Linked DNA regions of Sus scrofa: region 2 is linked to region 1. A link is a contact called in public Hi-C data. All regions are on one chromosome and are shown on one strand. Each heading gives the region's core, a stretch centred on a gene start, on an enhancer-like site or on the middle of the called end of the contact. The rest is flanking DNA. Distances are from core to core; before and after follow the strand shown. Region 1 has its middle 25 kb from the start of LARP6. Region 2 holds the start of LRRC49 (leucine-rich repeat-containing protein 49).

Evidence for each region. Hi-C and Micro-C count contacts between places; a contact is called where the count stands out from the background.
Region 2: a Hi-C map of embryonic fibroblasts shows a contact between it and region 1, with 5 times the contacts expected there. The contact joins the promoter of LRRC49 here to the enhancer-like site in region 1. A contact is called at or near these places in 1 of 5 promoter capture datasets (liver), 20 of 47 Hi-C or Micro-C datasets (adipose tissue, alveolar macrophages, brain and 12 more) and 2 of 2 datasets of contacts at active chromatin or transcription factors (alveolar macrophages and skeletal muscle).

What each region holds. Positions count from the first base shown.
Region 1 is chr1:168,503,072-168,507,915 of Sscrofa11.1, forward strand. It overlaps the pseudogene LOC100522295. Among named protein-coding and RNA genes, the nearest start is that of LARP6, 25 kb to the right of the region's middle. Within about 2 kb of position 1,895, at least 15 of the 83 cell types and tissues checked have an H3K27ac peak or open chromatin away from gene starts, as enhancers often do. A contact at or near this core is called in adipose tissue, embryonic fibroblasts, omental adipose tissue and 2 more, where this site is marked.
Region 2 is chr1:168,551,024-168,555,867 of Sscrofa11.1, forward strand. LRRC49 (leucine-rich repeat-containing protein 49) reads left to right here and starts at 2,338. Exons shown (of 18, transcript XM_001928481.7): 1 at 2,338-2,672; 2 at 3,308-3,364. The coding sequence starts at 2,625.

The DNA.
Region 1 (4,844 bases), core at 645-3,144:
GCTGCCCAGGGCACTGAGGGCAAAATTGCCCCATTTCTTGATGACATTTGTGAGGGCCTTGGGGGGAGGGGGGCAGAGTTGAGTCAGCTGCCGCCCCCCATGCCAGAGCAGACAGGGCCTTATTGTCTCCACCAAGATTCCTTCTCTCAAGGAAGAGGAGGCTCATTGTGCAGCCCCTCACCCAGTTCTGGCATACAAAGGTCGAAAAGGGGCGCAGCAAATGCCCACCCTGACCCTTAGCCCCCTCGTCTAGCCTGGGGGTGGCTGGCACATTCCACCCATGAGGCTGGGGCTCAAACCACTGGTGCCCTGGGCTCAGCCCCCTATCATAGGCTGGGACAGGAAAAGAATTGTCCACAGCAGGAAAGAACCTGCAGAGAATCAGGAACCCACAGAGAATGGGCATTGAGAGAGCAGAAACACCAAGGGGGTCCCACCCCAGAGCAGTTATCCGGGCACCTAGGCCTCAGGCCCTCCCTCCCCACCCTCCTTGGGGAGCCAGGTCCCCTTCACCTGGAAATGAATCAAGCCACACTGAGTAAATGATACTTTATTTCCATAAATACAGGAGTGACACCCATTCAAGGGTAGCTAAAAGAGGGGCTGGAGCCTTAAAGAAACGAGGCTTCCAGAGGGCACCCCAATACTGAGCATAGGGACTGGGGGAATCCCCAAACCTGAGATGGGCCTCGCAGGCCACAGATATTCCCCAACACTGACACTTCAAGAATGGAACTGTCCCCATAGGGGAGCCTCAGAACCCCACTGTCATGGGTGGTCCTTCCTGGGGGTCGGGAGGGTTCACAACAGGGGAGTTCAGACGGAAAGGGGACATGGGGAAACAGAAGCAAAAAAAAAAAAAAAAAGGAAAAAAAAAAAGACTGAGGAAAATAAGTTATTACTCAGTATCCATTCAAGAAACACTTCCTGAGCTCTGGCCATGGGCCAGATGCCATGTGTTGAGAGATATGTGGTTCTTACCTCATTGTTCATAATCCGGCTGAGAAATGGTGCATAAACAATTGCTATAATGCAAAGAGATCAGTGCTCTGGAAAAGCCTTTCCCACCCTTCTTAGGGTGAGTATATGACCAAGAGTTATAACGACGATGTATGTTTTGAAGCTATTTCTTTATTCTGGAGTACCTTGCATGTATTACAGTATCCCCTTTCACCCTCACAAGAACACTGATGTTGTAGGTATTATCATTCTCATTTTACACATGAGGAAACTAGAGCTTAGAGAGATGAGATAGTCCCCACAGTTTGGAATTTAGGGTCTTTCTTGTTTCCCAACCATGGTGAGTGTAAGCTGGACTCTGCAAGTGCCAGGTATATTCCTTTCAGACAGGGCTATGTCCCAGTTTGGACACTAGAGGGCACTAAGAGAGTGAAGTAATGAGAGGAATTTGCCCCTGGGCTACCTCTCTGAACAGCCACAAATTGACCTTCCCAAATTTATCTTTGAAGGTGAATTAACCATAATTGCAATGATGAAGCTACCACACACTCCAGCTACAGCAAGGGCAAGGATCACTTAGGATTCATCTTTCATCCAAAGCTCTTCGGCCTGCTGCTTTTTTACCCATAGTAGAGAATGTTTGTGGAATTTAATTGGATGTCTATATACAGTCATAACACGACTCTCTTACTTCTCCTTATCCTATAGCTGATTCCAAACCAGCAGCTGTGCAAACCAGAAATTAAACAGCTTCTTAACTAGAAATTGGTCCACGTGAAAGTAGCCCAGTTCACCTGTGGGCTGCGTACACATTTCCGACATGTTCCTCACCACCCCATTTATTCCAGCTCCCAGAGAAATGAGTGGCTGGCATGGCCCTGCTCCACTGGCAGCATTGCAAAGGACTGACCCATCAGCATGATCCTCCTCCTGAGGGATGCTCCATGAGGTGGAAGTACTCAGGCTGTCACCTGCAGGGTTACCTCTCTGCTGAGGGAAGGAGCACTCAACAGGATCAGTCAGCATCAGAGACAAGAAGTCAAAACCTGTGCTGCTGTTTCAATCCTTCCCTCCTTAGAGTTTTGCCAATGGTTTCTAGATAGCTTTTCCAGCATGTTTACAACTCATAAGAAGTAGAATATGTAGCTAAAAACTACTGGAAAAAGCTAGTTCACATTTTAGGGAAAACATTTAAAAATAATCAATGACTAATGTGTCTTAAAAAAGTGTTTTCTCATGTGGTTCAGTCCCGTGTGGCAAAAACCAGAGCCTTTTCAACCCAGCCACACCCAGGGGTGATGCAATAGTAAACGAGACACAGGCATGAATGTGATTCTGAATGTGAAGCTGGCCTGCAGCTTGGTCACTCTACAGCCCGACGGGCTGTGGACCAACTGAGCTAATGTTCAGAGAGACTTCCCGGCAAGATGCACAGCACAGCAGGAAATTGGGGCAGTTTGGACCTTACGCTATAGTCAGGAAGGAACAGCCAGCAATTTTTTGTTTTTAAGTAGTCAAGTTATGCAAACAGAACTCTGCTTTAGTAAGACAGATTTGGTGGCACAATGGGGGATGTATTAAAGAGAAGGACTGGAGACAGGAAGATCTTGGGACGAGGGTGTATAGAAGTAAGCATGTGAGGAGTGAAAGAGCATGTAAGGAACGTTTCGGGGCTGGAACCAACACCTCTGAGTTGTTGACTGAGTGTGGGAAAAAGGGAGGAAGAAGGTATAAATATGACAACCTCACATCCTTGGAGCATTTACTATGTGCAAGTTAGAAAGCATTTTATAGGAATTAACTCGTTCTGACAAATCGCAAGTAGGAATTATTATCATCCACCTTTCCTGGGATAGGAAACAGAGGCACAGAGAAGCTAAGCCATTTGTCAAAAGTCACCAGGATTTGAATCCAGGCTGTCGAAGTCCAGAACCTACATCTGTCACATATCTCACAGAGCCTCTTCTCCAGTCTGGGTGACACGGAAGACAGCGGTGTCACTGGCTGAGCTGGGAAGTCAGAAGGAGCAGGTGGCGGGGAGGGGCAGTGGGATGGGGGGGTGGCAGATGAGGTGTACTTTGGACACATGTGGAGGGTGGTGTTTTGCATGTGTTTGGAATTTGGATGTTCTGCCAGCACCTCAAGTCGAGATGTACGGCAGGCTTTGGGCCCCAGCGTGGAGAGGGAGCTGGTTTTCATTAAAAATAATGAAACATCTGTAGAAATGCTGTTGGCTGACTTTCCCAGTCAAGCTATTCAAGAAAGTCCTGATATGCTCACAAACAGGAAGCCCATGCCCTGGCTGAAGGTTTGGCCAGAGATTTAGGAAGACCAGGTCCCTAAGCAAGGTGCTCAGGGTCTCTGGGCCACACGGAGGTCTACAAAGGAGCCCACAGCCCAGCCCCAAATAAGAAGGGTGTCTCCAAGACTCCCTCAATTTATCCCAAGTCCCCTCCTCATTCCAATGGATCAGTGCTTCTCAGCGCTGCCCGCTCATCAGAATCATCCTGGGAGTCTAAAAACCACTGTCACTCAGGCCGCACCTGGGAACCAATTAAGTCAGGCTATCTCAGGTGGGCCCAGGCAGTTTTGAAAAGCTCTTTAGGTGATTTCCAAGGGAGGCCCAGGTTAAGCACCAGAGCACAGAAGGAGGACTTGTCTTTGGAGATGATCAGGGAGCAAGGGAATGACTAATACCTACCGAATACTTTTCAATTCATAAAACCCTCTCCATATACGGCCTTATTTAAGGAGCATCATATTGTCATCTACTGGTTGGAAGGGAAAACCATGACTCCAAAACAGAAATGACTTGCTCAATGTCAAACAGTTACTTACCAGAAAAGCCACGACTAGAATCCAGATGTGCTGACCTCAAATTCAGGGTTCTTTTATGAGGCCACACAGGGCCACGGATGGAAGGCCAACCTCATCTGTATTCACATAAAAAGGTGAGAGTGTCGGTACTTTTAAAGTCATCATGATCCAAAGGAGCAAATCTTAAAATAGAGCTACAGCTGTGTGCCAGGGCATAAAAGGGGTGGAAGGATGAAGCAGGTATGAGTGGGACTGAGGGTTGGAGAGGGAAGCCCAGGGCGGGACCTGGAATGGGCCGTAGTATTGCCCAGGGTCAGGAGGCCTGGTAGCCAGACATAAGCCTTTGGGTTACCTACAGTTGTAATGGTGGAAAGAGCAAACCCACGTAATTCCTAGAGGCCCTTACCAGTTGATAGGAATTCTTCTGGGACATTAGGGACACTCTCTTATTAACCAGATAATCATCACCTCCAAATTTGTATAGAGCTGTACAATTAAAAATACACTCCCCTTTTCTGTGTTCACAATGGCTTGAGGTATTATCCTACCTCAGCAGCTTCATGAATAAAACTGGTAATAATAATATCTCAGAGGGACATTGAAAGGATCAAAGAAGGAATGTGTCTAGCCAAATGCCTAGCACATAGGAAGTGCTGAATAAACATTAGCTTCTTTTTGGAATGTGGATGGTGCCATTCCACATTCTGAGTCCCATCTGGTGGTTAAGAGTATGGGCTCCAGAGCCAGACTGCTAGGTTCAAGCCAGCTCCACCATCGAGCCCTTAAATCTTAGACAAGTTAGTTTCCCCCATAAAACTTCTGTTTCTTTCAGTGTCAAACAGAATAAACTCTGAACCCCTCTGTGGTTGGGAGGATTAAATGAGATAATGCTTGGAAAACTCTTAGCATGGTCCCTGGCATCCAATCACTGTTCAGTAGTTATTAACAAATTCCGTTAAATGTGACTTGCCTAAAATCCCCCCAATAGCCAACACTGGAATCTAGGCCAGCGCTCTTTCTGCCACACCCAGGCAGCTTCCGCTGAAAAGGAGCTAATACTGATGGAG
Region 2 (4,844 bases), core at 1,088-3,587, 48 kb after region 1:
GCGTAGGCCGGTGGCTATGGCTCCGATTAGACCCCTATCCTGGGAACCTCCATATGCCGCGGGAGCGGCCCAAGAAATAGCAAAAAGACCAAAAAAAAAAAAAAAAAAAAAAAACTTGCAAAATATTGTTCTAGGTACTGGCAATACAATAATGAACAAATCAGATAAGAACCCTGCTCTCATATAGCTTACACTCTAATCTAAGGACAAACATTAAGCAAATTACATAATTACTTCATGACAACTGTGATAAGCGCAACTGAAATGTATGTGGTATTGAAGCATATGAAGAATGAGAGTATATAATTAGGGGGTCAAAAGGGAAGGAAGTTTGAACTAATTTTTTATGTAAAAGGACTTAACTGATGATGATGGGGAATGGGGGGGGAAATTCCAGGGTATTATATGAAACAACTAAGAAAAGGCTTATTTGTAGGAAAGACAGTATGTTCATGTTATAATATGTTCAAAAATTGGAAAGAATAGAAATTGACACAATACTGTAAATCAACTAGACTCTAATAAAACATTTGAAAGATCACCATAACTGGTGCACAGTGAGCAACAAGGACTGTGGACTGGGATAGGACTGGTGTGGTACGCAGGGGCAAAAAACATGCAGGGCCCTGTAAATTGTGCTAATAATTTTGTTCTTCATCCTATTAATTGCAGGATACTGTTAAAGGATCTTAAGCACCCATCCCAATGTAGGAAGTAGGTTGGTATTGTAGGAGGAGATTTTATCTGGGAATTAGACCTAGAGAAAAGATTATAGGCTCTTGAGTAAATTAACCTCCTATATTGGCTTCCTTCTGCATAAATTGTGAGTTTGGACTAGATGAGCACCTAGGTTTCCTTCAGCTCTAAAATTCTACAGCTACCACTTTATATTCAAAGCCAAAATGTCACTTACAGATCATTTGATTTATTGGTGAATTCTTTCTATCTCTAAAACTGAACACCTTTTAGATCCAGTTAACAGTCATAATTTAATCTATGTTATGGTGGTAGGGCTGAAGTTTGACTAACTCAAAGAAGGCTAGGAAGTATTAAGATGGGAAGTGGGGAAGACAGTAGTGACCCGGTGCAAAATAAGTATAATCAATGCTTATGAATACCGGAGAAAGCAGGCAGAAGAGAGCAAGGTAGGAAAATTCATCTCTTTAGAATGATTTAATTTAAAGGCAGCTGGTCAAGAGGAAGTTTAGGAGTGGGAAGGGGTTGTCAGCAAGACTCAACCTCATCAGCATCTCTACTTCCCCCATTGTTTTGACAGTATGCTTATGTACTATGCTGTACAGAAATAGTTTTAAACACCTCATTCCTTGAGATGTGCTCAAATTAAACCCTTTCTGTTAAAATCTCAGGAGCAGAGAGTGGAGGTAACTGTGAAGGATGAGAGAGGGAGGAAGAGAGAAGAGAGAGTGAGAGTTAGTTTGGGGAAGAGGAGGTAGAAGGAATTCTAATTCCAAAGTGTCAGTGCTAAATAGGCTCTTGGATATCACTGAGTAAATAGAAAACTTCGAGATGAGGTGACTTTCCCAAGATGACACTAAATGGAGGAGCCTAGCCACAGATCCGGGATGCTTTTACGACCCTCGATGGACTACTGTGAAGAAGCCCTTTACCTGTGAAGTCACAACCTTCTTCCTGGCTTAGAGGGCAGTACAGGAGGCCGGCCCCGGGGCGGTCTCGGGCTGCCTGCCTGTCTGGGGTTCTTCTCCCTTTTCGGGGCCACCCGTTCGGTCGCCTTCTTCTTCCCCTTTAGGTGCAGGGGAGGACAGCCAGTGCAGGATGGGCACCGCGCCCGCCACGAGTCTCAGGCGCTGGGAGAAGCCCAAGTTCTTCTGGATCACCGAAGAGACACTGAAATAGGCTGGAGCGAAGTGGTCAGAACAATTGACAGAGCGGTCACGGCCCCCATACCAGTCGGCGCGGCGGCCCCGTACGAAGTGGTTGCACCGCACCGCCCGGTCTTTGGGGAAGCGGAACAGCGACTTCCCTGACTTGGTGGTGTTGCCGCAGTGGGCGGCCACGCAGCGGGCGGGAATAGTAGCTGCCTAGGGGGCTGGGGAGCTGGGGGCCTGCGCCCTCACCTGCAGAGGCAGCGTCGGCCTCGTGTCTTCCCCCCACCTCCAGCCGCCGGAAGTGCCGAACTGCGGCCCCACCTCGGAGAGTACCAGGCTCTTGCAGATCCTCCTTCTCCTCCTCTTGCCTCCAATCCTCCCCGGAGAGTGGTCACAGGCAGAGATACAAATTTCGCGCGGGCCCAGCTGAGGTGGGCCGTAAAGAAGGACGGACCGGAAGTGGTGGTTGTCATAGCTACCCAGGTGGCCGGCCTTTTCCCGGTCTTATCCTCCTCTCCACATTCCTGCTCCCTTGTTTTCTGGCCAGGAAAATAGAACAAGGGAGTAGTGACGTATTGGGCCCTCCAAATATAACCAGAGGCTCCAACGGGTGCACTGGCCGGTTGATTTGGTAGAGGACCAGACCGGAAATGGTAGTTTCCATGGTAACTGCTGAGCGGGTTGCCTGGGAGATGACCCCTTTCGGTCTCTTTGAATCTGTGCTGTAGCGTCACTTTTAAGGCAGATCTAACAGATCTTCTTGGACAGTCTCCTGCCATGATTCCCGGAAAATACCGCTCTGTTTCTGGCCGAGCTGCGAGCAACGTAGGTTGAGTCTTCTACTTTTCTCACATTCGTAGCGTCCTTTCTAACTGGCGTCTTTGTCCTAGGTGATGGGCTGTATTATTGGGTCCCGGACCGCTGAGTCTACTCAAGCTATTGTCTGACCGAGGCTTGAGATTCATGGACTGGACCAAGACACTTGGAGGGTATTTTATATTGTGATGGGTATTCAAAGTCTTGTCGTAGATCTGGGCTTCCCAGAAGGTGGAGCTGGTCTGCTGTGAAAGGCTAGGGTTCATTTAAATTCCTTTAACTGGCCAATTACTTTTTTTAAAATTAAGAAAATAATTTATTATTAACAGGCACCCCCAACTCCTTCACCTGTCTCACTGAGGTATTTGCCTAGACTTGAAATGGCAAGTGTCAAAAGCCTGAGGTGCTAAGTAGAGGGTTAAATTGCTGCAGACATTTTGGAAAATAAACCACAGTGAAACCTTCTAATTCTTAGTCTTGATTTTATTGTTTTCAGCAAATTCCCAGAACATGATAGTTTACCACAAAAAAGAAACAAAAAGCAAGCATTCCATTTTATTCTAATTTTTGTTATATCTTTAGCTGTACTGTTTTGGGGAGGAGTGTGTGTGTGTTAAAAGCATATTTTAATTTTTACATTGTAGGTGAATTGTGGGCTTCATCTGGTTATTCAGACATCATCGCTTCCTGAAAAAAACAAAGTAAGATTTAAGCAGATTTGTATTAAAATTGAATATAAACTGTTTTATATTCTGAACAAACAGCATGATTTAGAGTAGAATCTGAACTAGAAATTTTGAGTATATTTATTTTGATCACTAATCTAAAGCTAAATTTTATTTTCTGCCTACATAAAGCTAACTAGTGGTTACCAAAGAAGAGAAGGAAGGGGGGGAGGAGCAAATTGGGTATAGGATTAAGAGATACAAACTACTATACATAAAATAGAAATCAAAAAGATATATGGTATCTAGTTCAGGGAATTATAACCATTATTTTGCAGTAACTTTTAATGGAGTATCATCTATAAAAATACTTAATCACAATGTTGTACACATGAAAATAACATAATATTGTAAATAAACTATACATCAATTTAAAAATCAAACAAAACAAAACCAAAAAACCACCTCTTGTAAAAACTGAATCTTATTTCATCAATTACAAGAGGTAAGGTTTATTTTTTATTTTTTGACATGTAAGCATTTCTTGAATCAGGATCCTTCTTAAAACTGATGGCACATCATAGTTTAATTGGGAAAGTTTTTCTTTCTTAGTAGTAGGTAAAATGATGGCATGTCTTACTACTGATGGAGTCTTATAATAGATAAAATGTGATAATCTGGGGGCATATATCTAACATTCCAGAGAAAAATGATTAGCCATGGAAATATATTAGCCTAATGCTATTTGGCAGCATATGATTTAGAAGTTCATAAGATAGGAACATGAGATTCTTTTTCCCAAACAATTTGCCGTCATTATCCCTGGCATTTCCATAACTTAGGGCTTTTGATTTGATTTTTGAGATACGTATGTTTTTCTTTCCCTCCTGTCTCACCCCAGCCCTCAAATATACTCATCCATCTCCCACACAACTGTGTCTCAAAACACAACACAATTTTTCCTTCTTTGACCAAATTGGACACCTCCAATTGGCACAGTTCAGATTGTTCCTAAAAAGTTGTTAAATAGATGTTACTGGAGGAACTCGAAAGTGAAGGGCAGAATTTACAGGTAAAAGCATGAGGAGGATAAGGAGGGGCCCAAGGAGAGTGGATGTAAGGACACCACTGGTCAGGGAGGCAGCTGTTGATTACATTATGTATCTGAAAATAAACACTTGGAAAAATAGACCATTTGATAATCTTGAGTAAACAGTAGTTAGCTAGATTAATTGAAAATATTCCTTACTGTAATTGGACAAAATGGATTTCCTCCAAAGTTTGCTGATTGATTTCACTAGACAAATCCTAGTCTACTATTATACATAATGTATTTCTAGGAACTATGTGCCTCATCCAGATTCTTTCCAAACCATTCATTTTCTCTTGAGTGGATATATATTACAAGAAAATACTTTTAGTTTATATAATTCAGGATATAATATAAATGGTATCATAATTTTTATAGTATGGGTGAGTCAGAAGCATCATAATGCTAAGATATATATTTAGGGTT